4 separate regions of the Sus scrofa genome follow, and all the other regions are linked to region 2. Evidence: chromatin contacts called from public Hi-C and HiChIP or PLAC-seq data. All regions are on one chromosome and are shown on one strand. Each heading gives the region's core, a stretch centred on a gene start, on an enhancer-like site or on the middle of the called end of the contact. The rest is flanking DNA. Distances are from core to core; before and after follow the strand shown. Region 1 overlaps MYO16 (unconventional myosin-XVI). Region 2 has its middle 160 kb from the start of COL4A2. Region 3 overlaps LOC106507946 (a long non-coding RNA gene). Region 4 overlaps MYO16 (unconventional myosin-XVI).

The links. A called contact is a pair of places that touch in the nucleus more often than the background predicts. HiChIP or PLAC-seq counts read pairs in DNA pulled down with a chosen protein or histone mark.
Region 1: an H3K27ac HiChIP or PLAC-seq map of skeletal muscle shows a contact between it and region 2. The contact joins two enhancer-like sites. A contact is called at or near these places in 1 of 5 promoter capture datasets (liver), 25 of 47 Hi-C or Micro-C datasets (alveolar macrophages, blood, brain and 15 more) and 2 of 2 datasets of contacts at active chromatin or transcription factors (alveolar macrophages and skeletal muscle).
Region 3: a Hi-C map of heart right ventricle shows a contact between it and region 2, with 2.7 times the contacts expected there. The contact joins two enhancer-like sites. A contact is called at or near these places in 2 of 47 Hi-C or Micro-C datasets (epiblast stem cells and heart right ventricle).
Region 4: a Hi-C map of liver shows a contact between it and region 2, with 4 times the contacts expected there. The contact joins two enhancer-like sites. A contact is called at or near these places in 1 of 5 promoter capture datasets (liver), 22 of 47 Hi-C or Micro-C datasets (adipocytes, alveolar macrophages, blood and 12 more) and 2 of 2 datasets of contacts at active chromatin or transcription factors (alveolar macrophages and skeletal muscle).

The regions. Positions count from the first base shown.
Region 1 is chr11:76,226,002-76,228,701 of Sscrofa11.1, forward strand. All of the region lies in intron 34 of MYO16 (unconventional myosin-XVI), which reads left to right. Among named protein-coding and RNA genes, the nearest start is that of IRS2, 430 kb to the right of the region's middle. Within about 2 kb of position 1,425, at least 5 of the 83 cell types and tissues checked have an H3K27ac peak or open chromatin away from gene starts, as enhancers often do. A contact at or near this core is called in skeletal muscle, where this site is marked.
Region 2 is chr11:76,831,539-76,834,238 of Sscrofa11.1, forward strand. No RefSeq gene overlaps it. Among named protein-coding and RNA genes, the nearest start is that of COL4A2, 160 kb to the right of the region's middle. Within about 2 kb of position 1,398, at least 24 of the 83 cell types and tissues checked have an H3K27ac peak or open chromatin away from gene starts, as enhancers often do. A contact at or near this core is called in alveolar macrophages, liver and skeletal muscle, where this site is marked.
Region 3 is chr11:76,282,965-76,285,664 of Sscrofa11.1, forward strand. LOC106507946 (a long non-coding RNA gene) reads right to left here. Exons shown (of 3, transcript XR_001304359.2): 3 at 2,267-2,615. Among named protein-coding and RNA genes, the nearest start is that of IRS2, 370 kb to the right of the region's middle. Within about 2 kb of position 1,382, at least 3 of the 83 cell types and tissues checked have an H3K27ac peak or open chromatin away from gene starts, as enhancers often do.
Region 4 is chr11:76,203,322-76,206,021 of Sscrofa11.1, forward strand. It overlaps MYO16 (unconventional myosin-XVI), which reads left to right. Exons shown (of 37, transcript XM_021065905.1): 32 at 604-875. Among named protein-coding and RNA genes, the nearest start is that of IRS2, 450 kb to the right of the region's middle. Within about 2 kb of position 1,435, at least 10 of the 83 cell types and tissues checked have an H3K27ac peak or open chromatin away from gene starts, as enhancers often do. A contact at or near this core is called in alveolar macrophages and liver, where this site is marked.

The sequences.
Region 1 (2,700 bases), core at 175-2,674, 610 kb before region 2:
CCATGTTTTAGATTCCACATATAAGTGACATCATATGGTATTTGTCTTTCTCTTTATGACTTACTTCACTTCATATGAGGATCTCTAGTTGCATCCACGTTGCTGCAAATGGCATTATTTTGTTCTTTTTTATGGCTGCGTAGTATTCCATGGTGTATATGTACCTGTTTTTTGGTTTTCCACTTTTGCTGATTTTCCTGGTTCTCTGCCCTGCTGCGCTCCATCAGTGAGTGAACGCTAATGGTTAGCATTTTCCTGTCTCCTGTGACTCATAAGTGATCTGACCAGATCTCTAGCTGTGCTGAGGTTTGCTTAGAGGAGGTAGGGGGTCCAGAAGGAACTAGAAAACCCATTCCGAAGGGAGCACAAGAGTGTCCCTGCAATGCTGCAAATGTAGATTCTGTTTTTCTCAAGGACTGAAGTCATTCTTCTTAAAAGCAATTTTCGATTAAAAATCCAGGAGGGGCCCACGATGAGCTATTTATAAAGTTGATTAAACACCAAGAGACAAAACAAGGCCAGGACAATTCTCATGGAAGTATAAACATAAAACTAATAAATAAACAGTCTTGTTCTGAAATGATCTGCCGCTGGGTGTTGGCTGTTCCCTAAGAAAGGCTGCGGGAGCTGTCAGGGTGTCTCCCGGGGACCCTTCTTGTTGTTTCCAGATGGCAGGGCTTCCTTTCCCTCCCATCCGGGTGACACTGTACCAGTGCCACCAACACCAAAGCTCCCAGTCACAGAGCAGGCATCGCGTGCTCGCCACCTCCGCATTCTGGAGCAAGGGCACCCGAAACTGGGACGCGGGCCGCCGGCCCAGCGCAGCTGTGCAGGTGCTGCGTTCCGAGGCTCCTGGCTCTCCACTACCACCTGGCATTTAGGAAACATAAAAATAACAGCTCCATAAATAACCGCGTGACCTATGAGAGCAGACATGAGAAATCGGTCTCCGGGCCAGGCCAGCTTGTTGTTCAGATGCTGCATATTCGGCTAATTATAGGGCGGGCGAGCTGCAGGGAGAGGAAAGGGTGGCCCTGTGTTCCCCTCATGGCAGGGACAGGAGAGATGGGCCCAAAAGGAGCCAGTTAGGCGAACTGAAAATTGGCACGCCATCATTTTCTGCGCCTTTTTGGGTTCTGCAAACCTTATTTATACCGAGAGTCATTTTTTAGCTTTACTATGGGTGCATTCCTGCCCTGCTCAGCACATATGTTGTTGAAGATATCACTGTTTCCTGCTTCAGTTGGTGTTTTTAGCACAAACCCTCTCCTAAGACTTGGCAGGGGAGCGGGTGCCAGGAGCTGGGGCGGGGCGGCAGGGGGGACCAGGAAGCACTTCCCTTCCGTCCGACTTAACCCCTGGGACCAGTGCTCGTGGCACTTTCTGGCACAGAAGGAGGCTGAACGTACAAGTTCAAGGGCAACTCTGAGAAGCCTGAGCTACTCAACGGTGGTGATTTCACACAGGGCGGAAACGTGGGGAGGGATGCTGCTGGGTGGGGGGCGCGGCGCTAGCCTCTTAGGGGAAGAGGCAGGTCCGGCGATTCTGCTTTCTGAACCCGTCCTTCCCCCGGTCCCCGCCGCCTTGTGCTTTTCTGCTTCGGGAGTAATCCGTTCGTTTAGACACAAAACTGCGTTCTGGGACGCAGCTGTCCCAAGAGCAATCGCCTGCGAACCTCGCGTCCTCACTGGTGGGCACTGACGCCCCCCCCCCCCCCGATCATTTCTGTGACTCTTGGCAAAGGGCGGGCAGGTCTCTTTCCCGTGGTGTAGGGTCCGTTAGGTTCCTGCTGTTCACAACACACACCCCTTTGGCGTGTGCCTCCTGCTCACACCTGACAGCTCTTTACACAACCTCACGCGGGAAACCTCTCTGCTCCTTTGAGAACCAGCCTCCGCGCGTCTGTGTGACGCCTCACACGTGACCGCTTTCTTTCTCTGGGGTAATATACCAGATGTCTGGGCTATGCTGTTATGGAGAAGCAAAAAATCGGATTCACTTCCTAGAGGCTTGTTATAGCAGAGTGCAGGGGCCTTGGCCGTGATTTCTAGGTCCTTATTTGTGTTTTTTTCCTCGTGCACAATGATGAAAGATTTTAGAGAAATCAGACTTTCTGGTCCATGCCCACGGCATGGAGCAGTTCCCCAGGCCAGGGATCGAACCCAAGCCACAGCAGTGACAATGACAGATCCTTAACCCTCTGAGCCGCAAGGGAACTCTTGAGAAGTCAGAAATTTAAAAGGCATTGTTGGGAGTATCCGTTGTGGCTCAGCAGGTTAAAAACCCGACATAGTGTCTGTGAGAATGTGGGTTCAATCCCTGGCCTTGCTCAGTGGGCTGAGGATCCAGCGTTGCCACAAGCTGTGGCATAGGTCTCAGCTGCAGCTCCGATTTGACCCCTAGCCCAGGAAGCTCCACATGCAGCAGAAATTGTCACAACATTGTACATCAAATATGCTTTAGTAAAAGAAATAAAATTTTAAAAAGGCATTGTTCTGGAGTCTCCTGGTGGCTCAGTGGGTTAAGGATGCAGTGCTGACACTGCTGTGGCTCAGGTCACTGCCGTGGTTCAGGATCCATCCCTGGCTGGGGAACTTCCGTGTGCCCCAGATGTGGCCAGAAAAAAGGCATTGCTCCTTTGGTTTAACACAAAGGAGATGCTGATTTGGGGTCTGAGCATCCTGCCTGCGTGTAGTGACA
Region 2 (2,700 bases), core at 148-2,647:
TCCTCCCTCCAGAACTCGCTTCAAGGCCCGGTTGGGAGCCGTGGGTTTCGGCGGCCACAGGAAACGGAGACAGGGGTAGAAACTGCACCTTCCTAACGAAGACAGAGAGAGGCCTAGAGGAGCCGTCGCTCTGCACAGGGCGGCCCCGCCAGCCGGACCCCAGGCCTCTCTCCCAGCGCTGGGCCGGGACCCTTCCAACTGCCGTAAGACAGCCCAGATCCACCAGGGCTTCACTCGCCTCTCCACCTCCAGGCTGGCGCCCGGCCTGCAGCCAGGGTCACTGGATCACAGGACGGGCAGCCCTCCGATAGGCTCCTGCGTCACCATGCCTTCTGCGCATGTTGCCAGCATGTGCAGGTTCAAGGCTGGTGCCAGGTGCTCTGATTGAGTTGTTGGCATCTCTGGCACCTGTGACTCTGTGGATGCCGGAGGGTCACCGAAGAGGGCACCCCAACCCCCGCGAACACAGGGACAAGGCTGGGGGTGGGGCAGCCGCCTCTAATCCCCAGCTGGCGGGTGGCCCAGGACAGGCAGCACCTGTCAGCGCCCTGCGTGGCTTTGACAGGCTGGAGCCCTTGGCCCGGGGATCGCCCAGGAAGCAGGACACTGCCCTGTCACTTAATCTGCCCGCAGTCATTCACGAGACTGCGCCAACCCTTAGCACTGACCCAAGGCCAAGGGCAGCCCAGAGTCACCACCCCACTGACCTTCAGAGCAGGAGTGCAAGCCACTAAGGGGGGTGGGCAGCCGCAGGGGGGATGGGCGGCCGCAGAATATGTGGGACCTGTGAGTTTGTGACGCTGAACCCGGACCGTAGGCTCGGAGGCTGGGGGTCGGGGCGGGGTCTGCGCAGCCGGGGCTCCTCCGCCGGCCCCTCGCTGTGTCCTCACGTGGGGAAGGGGCGGGGAGGGCTGCAAGAGCCACAAGAGTCGGAATCCGACCAGGGAGGAGGGGGAGGGGCCGCGACCCTCACCCACCCAGTCCTAACCTCCTCCCAGAGGCCCCGCCTCCAAACCCGGTCACCCAGGGTAAGGATTTCAACTCGGGAATTGCCAGAAGCCTTCAGGTTCTCACAGTGTGTGTGTGTGTGTGTGTACACGTGTGTGTCCTTGTGTGCATGTGTGTGACTGTGCGTGCATATATGTGTGTACGTGCATTTGTGTTTGTGTGCAGGTGTGGGTGTGTATGCCTTGTGTGGCTGTGCATGTGTACGTGTGTGTGTGAGCGCGTGGCCCGGCCGGCAGTGGGTGGAAGGACGCGGGCAGAGGCCTGGGCAGCCAGGCGGCAGTGGGTGACCTGGCCTCGCCTCCGCAGAGCCACCGCTGTCCTGGGAAAGGGCCCAGGTTTGGCGGGGACCGTGTCCTGCTGGGCGGAGTGTGCTGCCACCTGGTGGCCGTCCTGGGGAAGGACGGCCTCCTGGGGACTCGGCCGCAGATGCCCCAGGGTCAGGTGACTCTGGGCTCAGACAAGGAAGGACGCAGGGCCCAGCCCTGGAAGCCCCGTCTGTGCCGTTTCTCCGCAAACCAGCGGTCCTCAGCCCACCGCCGCGACTGAGGCCTTGCCAGGTCAGGGCGTCACAGGGCGAGGACCGAGGGGCATCTCCCCAGGTGCCCCCATGAGGCTTCCTGGAGACCAGGCCTCCTCCAGAAAGCTTGCGGGTGCTCAGAACCGAGCACGTTCTGTCAGTGAAACTTCCTGGCGTTGTTTTGTCTGACGCTGCCGTGTGGCCTCCTCACGCCCCACAGACTCGCCTTGGAAACTGCTGGAGCCTTTATGGGCTGAGGAGGCACACTGAGCAGCTTCCCCACCCGCTGGGTCCCCGCGGGGTCAGGGCTCGGCCTGAGAGACAAGCTCACCGACCTCCGGCGTCACTCATCCACTTTCTGTTTTGCTCCCATTCCCGGAAAACTGCATTGCATCCTTTTTTAAAATAGAATGAATTCTGAAAGCAGGCTCCTCCCTGCCTCCTCGGAGAGCGCTTCCAGCATCAGCGGATGGCTTGTTATTATCATCCTTCGTTTCAGAACAGTCTTTTCAGGCTGTGTTTTTCCTTGTGCGCTGCAGGACGGGGTCTAGGAAATCACGTGCCTACAAATGGGGGGCGGGTCCCAACCTGAAACAAGCCCATTGCTGAGGGAGTCTGACTCCCAGCGGGGGCTCGTGGCCTCCTGGAGCACCTCCCGGCTGCTCAGCTCCGTCCTGCTCACAGGCCAGCCCCCACCCTTCCTTCTTGCCTGGAAGTGACAGTGGACCCCAGCCCTGTCCACAGACGGACGAGGCCATGGGCCACCCGAGGAAGGCTGCCAGGCCCGCCCCCACCTTCTCTTTCCAAGCAGAGCCAGCTCCGATGCCACGGCTCCTGCCAGCCCCTCTCCCTAACTGCTGCCCTTTCAGCCAACGAGTGTCCCCAGCCCTTAGCACTGACCCTGGGGGCATGTCTTCCGATGTCATTCAGCTCACGAGGTAACAGACCCAGGGAAGGGAAGAGTCACGAGGCACTGGGACCCTTCAGACAGATGGGAAATGCGGCGAGAAAGGGGCCCTGGTCCACCCAAGGCCTTCTCAGGACAGCCTCAAAGAGAGAATCGACACACCCCAAAAAGGCAAGGAGGAAGCGGGGGCTTGGGAGGAGAGCAAATAAAACAGCCAGACCCTCTTTGCATCCTTTTCAAAGTTACCATCTAAAGCTGTGGGGTCTGG
Region 3 (2,700 bases), core at 132-2,631, 550 kb before region 2:
TGTTGGCCAAATTACCATGTTATATGCCTTAAATTTAAATAGTGCACTATGTCAATTGTATCTCAGTAAAACTGGAATGAGGAGAAAAAAAACAAAAAGACACCCAAAGAGGGAGTGAATTATTTTATGCCATCCCAGAGTCTCTTTTTATTTTTGGCCATGCCAGCATGTGAAAAGTCCCTGGACAGGGATGGAACCTCAGCCACAGACCCCGAGCTGCTGCGTTGACACCAGATCCTTAACCTGCTGCACCACCAGGGAACTCCCCAGATTTTTTTAAATGTTACTTTTGATTTATTTGTTCCTTCATTTTAATTTACTCGGGGCTTTGTGTTTCTGTGCCTGGAGCTGACTTGTATGTGAGAGGAGGAGTGGGCTCTGGGACCATCCAGGTCCTGCTCCCCCAGCCTCTTTTCGGTCTTTTTTTTTAAGGGCCACACCCATGGCATGTGGAAGTTCCCAGGCTAGGGGTCGAATCAGAGCTACAGCTGCAGGCCTACACCTGAGTCACAGCAACGTGGGATCCGAGCCACATCTTCGACCTACACTGTAGCTCACGGCAACGCCAGATCCTTAACCTACCGAGGGAGGCCAGGGACCGAACTGCATCCTCATGGATGCTAGTCAGGTTCGTTACTGCTGAGGCCACGACGGGAACTCCCCCCTGCCACCGCCGCCCTTTTTTTAAACACAAGAGCACCTGAGGCCTATGGAAGTTCCTGGACTAGGGGTCGAATTGGAGCTTCAGCTGGGACCTACGCCACAGCCACAGCAATACCAGATCCAAGCTGCATCTGCAGCCATGCCACAGCTTTCAGCAACGCCAGATCCTTAACCTACCGAGGGAGGCCAGGGATCGACTCCACATCCCCGCAGAAACTATGTTGGTTCCTAACCTGCTGGGCCACACGAGAACTCCTCTGCTCCCCTTTTTGATTTACTCCCAACATCCAACAAAATACTCTCTTGTGACCAGATGGAAAGTTGAGGCCAGCCGAGGATGGGATAGGCATTTCGGCACAAGGGTGCAGGGCAGAGAGGTACAGCGTCAGTCTCTTCCGGGGATCAGAGCAACCATCAGAGCTGCCTCCATCCCCCTGTGGACGTGATTTCAAACCCGTTGGGGGTCCCCACCAGCCTGTTTCCGGGAGGTCATTCCTGGTGCATCCGGCACCAAGGCGTTGGCGCGCGAGCCGTGGTGAAAAGCGCAAAGGACAGAAAGCCCTCAAAAGGAGAAAGGAGCCAGCCCGCATAGTTTCCATGTCACAATCCCCACGGCTCACATTCCGTTCTCGTCGATGAGGAAACAATATAATGTACAGCCCTGTCACCATGGCTATTAATAACTTGGATGGCATCCAGACCCACACGGGCACAGGGGGATATTCTGTCCTTTGTCATCGCGGCAGCAACGAGATGTTTTCTTTCCGAGGCCTGGCATCTATGTCCCCTGCCTGCCACGTGGGAAGCTTCTAATTTTCCAGGCACACGTAAGCCCTGATTAGCGGAGATAAGGACCGATTTTTGTTTGTTTGTTTGTTTAAGAGACTTAGAAAACCACAAAGAACTCGGAGTTCCAAAACACCCCATTAGCACTTTCCAATCCTATTTTAGAAAAACCAATGGGAAAAAATGTAAAACAGAGCGTGGGTGGGGAAGGTTTTTCATCAGAGTGGAGTTGTCATTTTCAGTGGGAGTTTTGTATTGAAACCCCCTGATGGCAAAAGCATGATTAAGAGAAGCTTGGCTTCACTGTTTACAGCAAACCTTGATTAAATACAAACAAGCAAATGAAACCCAAAAAAGGTGGGGGAAGAAAAAAGAAAAAAAGAGTCCCGTCCAGAAAGTACTGTGGTCCTTACCCAGAAGAGCCATCTTGTAAAGCCCTGTGGACTGACCATCAGTCTCTGCCCCCCCTCCTCCTTGGCTGCACGTCTTTGCCCATCGGTCTGATCTGCCTCCTCGGATCTCTCTTTCGAGTTTCAGCTTTTCGAATGCGGATCTGGAGTGCGTGATGTGACTCAGTGGGTTAGGAATGCAGCACAGTCTCTGTGAGGATGCAGGTTCGATCCCTGCCCTTGCTCAGTGGGTTAAGGATCCTGCCTTGCTGCAAGCTGCAGTGTAGGTCATAGATGCGGCTCAGAGCCAGTGCTGCTGTGGCTGTGGTGTAGGTCGGCAGGTGCAGCCCTGATTCAACTCCAAGCCCAGGAACTTCCATACGCTGCGGGTGCAGCCAGAAAAAGAAAAAAACAAAGCAAACAACAAGGAGCAGATGCACACCTGCTTATTTAATGTTCAGTATCTAGCACTGGGGGCTTTGTTAAGTGCTGAGGAATAAGATGACCTATAATTGCCCTGGGATCCCCCGGGATTTCTGTTTGCTGAAACAAGGACGGCTGAGTGTCATGTGTCGTATTTCCCTCTGCGTCTTAGGTTTCAGGAGGCCCAGGGCATTAACAGTGGGACAGGCTGGAAGGGCACAGGTGACTCCACACTCCTGGGGGCTCCATTCCTTCACCTCTTCCCCCGATGCCTTGTGTTCCTGCCTCTATAAAAGGCGTGACCGCAGGGCAACCATCACATACACCGACATCCACAAGCCAAAGAGAAGTCACCTGTCGAGAGAAAAGAGAGAATCTGTGATGCAATGGCACGGCTACAGCACCTTGGAGGTGCTGGAGGAAGCAGCAGAAAGATGGG
Region 4 (2,700 bases), core at 185-2,684, 630 kb before region 2:
ATTGGACAACCAGATGGAGTAACAGAAGAAAAATAATAATTCCGCACTTAATTAAATAATCACTGCTGGAATTTAAATGGTAAGGGAAAGAGAGAGAGAGAGAGAAAGGGGGGCAGGGCAAATGTAAATCTTTGATGGTTTTAAGTAAAGTACATTCTGTTTTGCAGGGGGGAGCAGTGGGGAAGTCCCAGCAGTTTGATGCATCAGTAACTCTCTATTAAGATGGATTTCCCAGAAATTATCATTCAGATTGAAATTCTGGTTTTGTGATTTGCTTAATAATCAGAGTGTGAAAAATGCATTCAGCCAATGCCTGCTAGCAAATGTGGCAGTTCTTAAGACGTCTTGGGATTGTGTGAGATTCTTTTTAAGTAATAATGATGAGCCTCCATCGTGCTTATGGATCACGAAGCAGGGGCTGGAAGGATGGGGGGCTTTCTCAGGATGCACCGGGTACCGCAGTGCCACGGGCATCCTCCAGCCTCCGCGGGTGGGCTGTATACCAAAGGGCTGTGATTATGTCTCCTGGAGCTGGCTCATTGTTACCATCCAAATAATGCAGCTGGGTCTGTCTGGGGGGGCTCTTTGTGTTTGTCCCCCCAGAGCTGAAGACAAGGCTGGACCCAGGCACTTCCACTGCAGCTCCGTCCCGGTGCCCCTGGCGGTGGACGGCCTGGTCCAGTCCCTGGCTAGTCCATCCACCCGATCTCCTTCTCTGCACTCCGTGTTCAGCCTGGATGACAGCAGTAGCCTCCCGTCACCACGGAAACAGCCTCCGCCCAAGCCGAAGCGGGACCCCACCACGCGGCTGAGCGCCTCCTATGAGGCTGTGAGCGCCTGCCTGTGGGCTGCGGCCAGGGACTCAGCCAGTGAAGGTGAGCCCAGGGGAAGGAAGAGAGAGATCTGCCCCCCCTGGGTTACTGATGCCTGATTTCCCGTCTTTGGGTGCCCGGGGCAGTGCTGTCCACCCCACCCCCCAATACATTTTTAATAGAATTAAATCCATCAACGGCTTGCCAGGGGGCCCTTTGAATCATTAAATATAAATAATATTGCATTCAGTTCGCTAAGCCTCTTAGGGAAAAGCTACTTACATATGATTTCCTTAAGTCCTAGCCCAACTTCGACAGTGCATGAGGAGCCTTCAACCAGAACAATTCAGAAAGTCGGCCTCTAGTCCGTGTCAATGTTTGCTAATTAAAAAGCTAACATAATTCATCTGGCTTCCCCGTTATCGGCACCTAATTAAACATTAAGCCCGGGGAAACGGCGCAGGCAGAGGAGAACCATGACTCGGCAAAATGCAGTGGGGGTGAAAGTGGGGACAAGAGAACCACAGTGTCTGCCTTGCTGGACGGACATACTTGCGCAAAACCACAGCCCTCTCCGGATCAGATCTCTCCCAGAAGAGGTCATGCGATGTTTTTGCTTCATCGTTCGTTCTGAGCGTGGTTGGGAAGCGCAGAGGGAAGTCCTTCTCTGCGGCACATCAGCCGCACAGCCTTGAGTTACTGCCCTCAGAGGGAGGCCCTACTGAGGCCCGGAGGAGCACAATAAATGAATGAATAAATAAATAAATAAATGCCCTCGGGGCGGCAGGTGGTGAGCACAGTAAGCAGGTAAACACACAGCGTATTTGTCTTCCAAGCGGGTGGCTGCCGAGAAAACACGGTAGGGGGTGGCGGTGTTCTCAGGTGACTTCGGGGTGAGAGCGCTGAACTCCCAGACCTCAAGGGCCAGCTGGATGGAGGTCCCCAGTCCCTGTCCCTTTGGAGAAAACATTCGGCAAGGAGCCTGGGAGTGGTGGAGCGTATCAAGTGTGTACAAGAGAGAAGCCTGGGCAGGCGGGGTGGGGCAGAGCGACAGACAGACAGAGACAGAAAGGGGGAAGAGAGTGCCGCCTGTTTTGGGGGTGATTTAAATCCGTCCGATGGGGGCCCTCCTTCCAGGTTTCCTCTGGCCTCTTAAGCCCACCTTGGGCCTGACTCCGGGCCCTCATCTGTGTGACAAGCATCTTTTAGCCAGGATGGATTCTAGCGCAGAATGGATGGATTCTTCTCCCAGGATGGTTTCTGGGAAGCCGACGGGATGTGCTGTGGTCTGGTGCCCCTCTCCCTTCTCTGGCCCCTGAGGAACCTTTCTGCGCATGTGTGGTTCTGGAGGGCTCCTTGACCTCAAGAGTGAGAACTATCTGGTTGGAGTTCTGTGGTGGCTCCGTGGGTTAAGAACCAGACAAGAGTGTTGGTGAGGATGCGGGTTCCATCCCTGGCCTCACTCAGTGGGTTAAAGATCCGGCATTGCCACAGGCTGTGGCATAGGCTGCAGATGCGGCTTGAACCCCAGATCCCAAGTTGCTGTGGCTGTGGTGCAGGCTGGCAGCTGCTGCTCTGATTCGGGCCCTAGCCTGGGAACCTCCATGTACCACAGATGCGGCCCTAAAGAAAAAAAGAGGGGGGGAGAAGTTTCATGTAGAAAGTCCTTCTTTTATCCAGGCAGGACCCAGCTCCTCCTTAATCCTGCCACAAAATCTGTCTTGACACTATCTTTTCACCGGGGACATATTCCAGTTGCTCAGCCTGGGCCCCTTCTAGCTCCCACCTCAGGGGTGGAGGGTGACATTCTAAATGAAATGACGACATAGGTGTCCCCAGAAAAGATTGTGTGAGCACAGGAGGGGGCACAATTTCTTTGGTGAATAAA